Regions from separate parts of the Gossypium hirsutum genome. Here region 2 is linked to region 1. The links are chromatin contacts, called in public Hi-C maps. All regions are on one chromosome and are shown on one strand. Each heading gives the region's core, a stretch centred on a gene start, on an enhancer-like site or on the middle of the called end of the contact. The rest is flanking DNA. Distances are from core to core; before and after follow the strand shown.

What was found. Hi-C and Micro-C count contacts between places; a contact is called where the count stands out from the background.
Region 2: a contact with region 1 is called in a Hi-C map of leaf, with 2.9 times the contacts expected there. The contact joins the promoter of LOC107914466 here to the promoter of LOC107914401 in region 1. A contact is called at or near these places in 6 of 34 Hi-C or Micro-C datasets (hypocotyl, leaf and petal).

The regions. Positions count from the first base shown.
Region 1 is chrD10:15,995,109-15,998,847 of Gossypium_hirsutum_v2.1, forward strand. LOC107914401 (protein MKS1) reads right to left here and starts at 2,126. Exons shown (of 1, transcript XM_016843309.2): 1 at 1,154-2,126. The coding sequence starts at 1,937. The coding sequence ends at 1,326. It overlaps LOC107914400 (protein tipD), which reads left to right. Exons shown (of 9, transcript XM_041102112.1): 7 at 1-73; 8 at 162-255; 9 at 487-1,176. The coding sequence ends at 1,025.
Region 2 is chrD10:16,129,031-16,132,769 of Gossypium_hirsutum_v2.1, forward strand. It overlaps LOC107914466 (probable pectinesterase/pectinesterase inhibitor 51), which reads left to right and starts at 1,954. Exons shown (of 2, transcript XM_016843388.2): 1 at 1,954-3,233; 2 at 3,520-3,739. The coding sequence starts at 2,210.

The DNA.
Region 1 (3,739 bases), core at 876-3,375:
CATTATTTTGGAGGCCGAGATTCATATTCATGGCAGAAAGAAAACTTCAGGCAACAAAATCACAAGTATTCAGGTTTTGCACTGAAGATCTTGGTGCTACATATAACTTGCTTGCAGTAACATTTTCATTCATTACTTATTATTTCCATTCCATCTTCCAGTACTCCCAGGATGAACCTCACAAAGTTATGATAACTTCTAAAGATTCCAAACTCCGAATACTCGATGGGGTTGATACTGTTCGTAAATTTAAAGGTAACATTTTGTATTCTGACCCGGAATTGGGTTTGTTCATTTGGTGCTTGCTCTGTTCTTCAGTCTGCACTTTGAATTTGATGGCAATGATAGTTCTTTTAGTTGATTGCTTGCTGCCTGCCTTTCCTTGATTCGAAAACATATCCAAAGTTGCATTATTACGAAAAGGTTCAAAACTTCAGTCATTAAGTTGTAATTTTCATAGTCTAATATTTTGCTTGAATATTGCAGGACTCCCCAAGTCCAGAAGTCAGATGTCAGCATCTTTTACGTCCACTGGGAGACATATAATCTCAGTTGGAGAAGACTGTCGTGTTTATGTTTGGAACTACGATGACATTTGCCCTCGAACATCGAAACATACAAAATCTGTTTCTTCTTGCGAACACTTCTTCTGTGAAGATGTGTCTGTAGCAATACCTTGGTTAGGCCAAGGTTCAGATCAGCGGCACTCGGATCGGTCACTGAGAGGGGATCAGATAGAGGGCACTTCTTGGATCAGAGATTCGCAACGATTCTCACTTGGAAACTGGTTCTCCATAGATGGCTCCTGCAAGGGTTCTGCAACATGGCCTGAAGAAAAACTTATGTTGTGGGAAATAACAGTTGCAGAAGACGAGTATTATTCGTATGAACAACAACAGCTCTGTCACAACTACGGCGACTATCACGCAACCTTGCCAGAAACATGGGGCCTCGTGATTGTTGCAGGCGGACGGAACGGAAGAATCAAGACATTCCACAACTATGGATTGCCTGTTAGTCTATAGGATTTTTTTTGTTGCAAGGGGTCGACTTGAAAGAACTCTCATTTGTGAATTTTTTTCTAGGTTGAAGATATTCAACCCATTGGCCACCAGATTTCAGTTAAAATTAGAATTAAAATTCAAATACAAGCTAAATTAAAATTGCATCTTTTTACATAAAAAAATAAACTCTTACAACAAATTCATCATTTCTTTTTATAAAGTTAGCATATTATTACAATTGAAGAAGCCACTAAATCTAACAATACAATCTCCAAATATAGAAACCCAAAATTTGATTTGGAAAATTTAAATAAATTTTGGTTAAAGTTTCCAAATTTGAGTAAAAAAATCAGAAGAAAGAGTTGGAGAAGAAATTAAAGACTCGGAAAGCAATATAGAAGAGGGGCTTGCCATTAACCCACTCCCGTAAAACATCGGGCTCCAGTCATTCAAAACCGTCATCATTCGAGCTTCCGACGCCGGCGAAAAGATCGTTCCCGTTTCTACAGCCGGCAACGCTTCCGGCGCAGGCGAAAGTATCCCTGGTGGAATCCGAATCAAACTCTCTTCCATCCCACCTTCCCCGAACACCCCCACTTCTACTACTCTCTCTCTTGGGGTCAGACTTGCCTTCTCCGTCACTGCCATCCTAGCCGCCGGCGATATTGCGCCACCGCTAGAGAAGCTTTCGGATGAAAGCCCGGTGTATCGTTGTACTACTGACATGAAGTCGGATTGTTCAGCGTGGATGACTTTGGGTGAGACAGCGTAGATGACTACAGGCTCGCGACGGTGTTGGACAGCGGGAGGGGCAGCGGCGCGAGGTGGCGGGTGAGGTGGTTTTTTAACTTTATGGGAGTCTTTGCTGAGTCTGAGTGGGTTGGGGCGTGGACCTTGGATTTGTAACTGGCGCTTGGGAAAGTGAAGGTCCATGATTGAGGATGGGCAGTAAAGAAAGGTTTCGAGAGACGAAGATCAGAGAATGATGAGCAATTTTTATTTAGTTGGTAATGATATGATAAGAGGCTTTGAGGCACATTATTTTGACTTTTGACCAAAAGAATTGACTAGTCAATGCAAATATTAGTATTACTTCCTTTTTTTTCCTTTTTGAAATTTATCTCCAACTTATAAATTTAGGGGTGGGCAGATTGTTTTAGTTGTTTTGGGCTGCAAGAGTTTGGATTTAATACTCAAATTGTAATGTTTGATGATAAAAGTTTATAAGAGCTTGTTGAGCTAAAACCTTCAAAATAAAAAACGTTGGAATGAATAACTTTTTTCTATGGCCGATTGGAAGTGAGATATGTGGAATGATATATCTAATCATACTTGCTAAAAAATTACTCTTTGCCATATACTCAAACCTAATAGAGTGCCAATATATCAGTAGCATTTATTCTCCCATTTTCATTTCACCTCTAAAGTCCAAAGTAAATCTCAAAAAAAAAAACCCTCCATGTGAATCTACAAAAAAACACTCCACCATGAATCAACAAAAATCAATATTGCTACGAGAAATTTTCAGTTGAGCCCATTCATCCTTGAATATTTATGTATCTTAATTTATTTTTAATTTACTTGTGTAAAATAATTTCTTATGCAATTTTATATTAATTGAAATATACTACTTGACAAATTTATTTAGAGTGTGACATAATTATCACTAATTTGTATACTAAGAACATGATATAATTATATATAATTTACAATTATACAATTTCCACAAGGCTAATATTTGCAAATAAGGAACTTAAGAACTTTGTTTATTTAAATTTCTAAAATATCCACTACTTAATTTTCATAATGGATGTTTTCATTTCTTGGTAATAGTGTTTCATTTCAATAATTTCACCCAATAAAAATTAAAGTATTATAAACAAATAAATACTTAAAGAATAAAATGTGGCATATCCTTATTTGTTATTTTACGCATCAGCTTTTAGCTATCAACTAAGTTTTACTAAACACTTTCAACTAAACAATTAATAGAATCAGTTGGTCAAACCAACTACTACAATCAATAATCAGCTATCAACTATCAACCAATTGCCAAATAGGGTATATATTGATATCATTATTGATAAAATTTGTATTTTTTTCCATTCATTTTTCCTCTCATTAATATAAACTTACTTTTATATATATATATATAATTAATATAAGCACACTTCCTATAACATAATTAATGTAAAAACGTTTTATTAATATTTATTTACAAATCTTTCATTTTTTTGTTTAATTTAATAATGACATGTCATCAGGGGTAAAACTAGGGGAGGTTAACAAGAGCCCCACCCCCTAAAATGAAAAAATTTTCTATTTAAGCCCTTTGAAATTTTTAAAATTTTAAATTAATAAAGGTAAAATTGCACTTTGACCCCCTAAAAATGATAAAAGTTTGATTTAATCCTTCAAAAATTATAAAGATAAAGGCTATTAAAATGGTGAAATTGCATTTTTACTATTGTAAAAATTACAATTTAATTTCGCCCCCTAAAAAAATTTTCTGGCTTTCCTCCTGCATGTCTTATTATTAGTTACGGATGATGCTTGAGACTTATGTACTGACGATGCATCATATATTATTCTTATAATAAATATAAATACACTTTCTCATAATTAATTAATTCCCAATAAAAAAAGTATAATTTACTAAACTTCATTTTTTATTGATATTAGTGACAAAAATTGAACCTTAATCACTATAATTATGGATTTAAAAACTAAGTTAT
Region 2 (3,739 bases), core at 704-3,203, 130 kb after region 1:
TATATTAAAATATTAACAATAAGTTATAATAAATTATTTTTTTATATTTTTGCTAAAATATCATAATATTAACTAATTTGAACATTATTTAAATACATATTTGTTACTTTATAATATCATGTCTAAAATGGACATTTTATTCTTCAAAAGTATTTTTTGACAGAAATACCAAACACTCAAAATTTTCAAAAGCACTTCTCAAAAGTACTTTTCCACAGCACATTTTAAAAGCAATGAAAAACTGGCCCTTAGCATTCTTCAGCTATGTTGTGGGCTTTTATACGGGGAGACAAGATTGCTTACGTGTTTAGGGACTACTGACAATGAGATTATATCCGATTCTCTTACAGTAATAATGATGTGACGTCTTATGATAGTTAAATAATCAATGACTCTGAATCTCCATGTGCATGTATGCTTAGTAGAGGAATGATGCGACATGAGGTTCATTAGATTCAAATTCATTGATGATAAAATGTGAAAGGTTCACTAGACACGTAATTCGTCAATTTATATAAGTTTGCGGGACACATGCAACATCAGTAGGAGTATGGGGCATAGATATAACAAATAATATTATAAATAGACACAACCCAAATCTCATGGCACCTTTACTTGAATAATAACTATTCATATAGTCATTTCATTTCTTAGGTAATTCTAGGTGATGTGAGGACCAACTTTTTAACAACTCGCTGACAAACGATAACATCTAGTAATGTGTTAAATATTCAAATTTTAATTTAATATTTAAAGTTATATATAAAATTTTAATTTTTTTTTATTTTTATAAATTACTAACAATATGATTAATGTAATATTATTTTATGTTTGATGTTGCATATATAAACACAAATAAAAATTTAATATGAAAACAAATAGCTGTATTTTTGTACTTGTGTATAATTAAATCAAAATTAATGTTCATGTATCAAATTTCACATTAAACTAAAATTTGTGTATAATTTTGATATTTATCCCTAAAAATATAAAAAAAATTTGTATTTTTCATATCCGTTTTATGGTCCATGTTTGGAATTCGTAACTGCCCCTCCTAACAGTATCATCTCCAAAGTTTAAATCTGTATCTTTTCTTTGAAAGTACAATATGTCTTACTATTACACCCGAATAAAAATAAAAATATTTACTTCTTCTTTTTATAATAATAATAATAATATCATGTTATTAGAAGGCAATCCATTTAACATTTCTATTGTCAAATATAGCCTATTAATGAGAGATATATTGGCTCTTGATCCGGTGAGATATATTGGTTAATTTGTTCTTGTAGCATAAATTCTCTATTTAATCAAAGGCTACTAGTATATAATCAAATCAATCAGAAGTAATCAATTAACATAGTTTAATTAATTTAATTTTTAAATGAAATTCAAATAAAAATAAAATTTATTTATTAGATGACACATGATGAAATTTTAAAAGTGTATTCAAATATAAGAAATCAATTATTTGGGCCAATGCATCATTTATGTATAATTTTTTTACAATACTTGTTCATGTTGAATATATATTTTTTAAAATTATATTTAATATATATTTGTTAGTATAATAATTTATTTGGTTCTTTAATTTTAGAAAATAATTATTTTAATATTTTATTATATCACCTCAAATTGAATAAAAAATTTAACGTCTATTAATTTTATTGACATGACATCCATGTAGTAATTTGCATTAGCAATTAATTAATTTTTTAAAATTTAAAAAAAATAATTAATTACTTAGATGATATTCACGTGACAATCCACGTATATATCACGTTAATAAAATTAATATATATTAGTTTTTACCTCAAATTTTAAACTTAAAAAAATAAAAAAAATTAAACAAAAAAGTTAAAATAATATTTTAAATATTATGGTATGATATTACCCAACAAACCCGTTAACCGCTGTAAAAGGAGACAAAATTAGAGACAGAAGCAGGAAAAAGAGACATATACTTAATTCCCTTCTCTCCACTTCCCTAAATTTCCCCCAAAAACTAAAATCGACCAATCAGTGGTGTGCTGACAGTGAAGAACAAGTAAATGGATTGGCCGCACACCTCCTTCTTCCTCCCTTTCCATGGGGGAAAATTCCAAAATCAAACATGCCCCCCGTGACTCTTTCTTCTCGTGAATTCACCAAAACCCCTCCACCATCTCTTGGATTTATAAATACCCCCATTCCCACCCACTATTAAACCATGCCCTCATCTCCACCACAACCACCCCACCCAAATCATAATATACCTTCCAAAAACCCGCTCCGGAAACCCGCTTGTCGCCTTCTGCTCATCTCAATGTCTGCTTTTCTTCTCCTTTCTCTTCTTTCTCTCGCTCTTTTCTTCACCCTCTCTTCTTCCCATCGCCACCATCTCCAACAACACCCACCTCAAAATACTTCTCAAATCCGCCTCGCCTGCCACTCCACTCGTTTTCCTCAACCTTGTGAATCCTCTCTAACACTCCCTCCCAACCCCACTTCCCTCCAAATCATCCTCTCCGCCATTTCTGTCTCTTCCCACAACCTCAAAACCGGACAATCCATGGTGAAATCCATCCTCGAATCCTCCAAAGGCAACCTTAACCGCACCAACGCCGCTTCCATCTGTGATGAAATCCTTTCCAACTCTGATTACCGCATCAACTCGACCGTCGACGCGTTATCACGTGGCAAGATCAAGGACGCACGTGCATGGATGAGCGCCGCCCTTTGCTACCAATACGATTGCTGGGGCGCCCTCAAGTACGCAAATGACACCCAATTGGTCAACCAAACCATGGCGTTCTTGGACTCTTTGACGCAGCACACCAGCAACGCGTTAAGCATGATGGCCGCTTACGATAATTACGGGGACAACATCAATTCGTGGGCCCCACCCAAAACGGAACGGGACGGGTTCTACGAGAAAGGGTCGGGCGGAACGGAACTGGTGTTCGACGGGGGTTTCCCGACGGGATTAAAGTCGGACGTAACGGTGTGCAAAGACGGGAGCGGAGGGTGTTACAAGACGGTGCAAGAGGCGGTGAACGCGGCGCCGGATAATGCAGAAGCGGGGCGACGGTTCGTGATAGAGATAAAGGAAGGGGTGTACGAGGAAACGGTGAGGGTTCCGTTGGCGAAGAAAAATGTGGTGTTCTTGGGGGAGGGGAGGGGTAAAACCGTTATTACAGGTTCTCTAAATGTGGGGCAGCCTGGAATGACCACTTACGAGTCTGCGACAGTCGGTGAGTAACCCCACCCTCTTATTTTAACTTTTTTCGATAAAACATCAGAATTCGGTGATTCGTCTGTGCGGACACGGTGGAAGGAATTCCGAATTTGGGGTTTGCTAGATATCATTTTTTATATATGTTTTAGGATCTTTATTAGACCGGAGAGATGACTTCAACTTTTTGTAATTTACTTGGAAATGCCTCTTAAATTCAACGTAGACTTTGAAAGATCAGTCAAATTTTCCAAATCCATAGCTTTTATTTGTTTTGAGTTTCTCATCATCCTAACGTGTAACAGGAGTACTTGGGGATGGATTTATGGCCAGCGGCCTCACCATCAAGAACACAGCAGGCCCCGATGCTCACCAAGCAGTAGCCTTCCGATCAGATAGCGATCTCTCTGTCATCGAGAACTGTGAATTCATAGGAAATCAAGATACACTTTATGCTCACTCGCTCCGCCAATTCTACAACAAGTGCCAGATTCAGGGGAACGTGGATTTCATCTTCGGAAACTC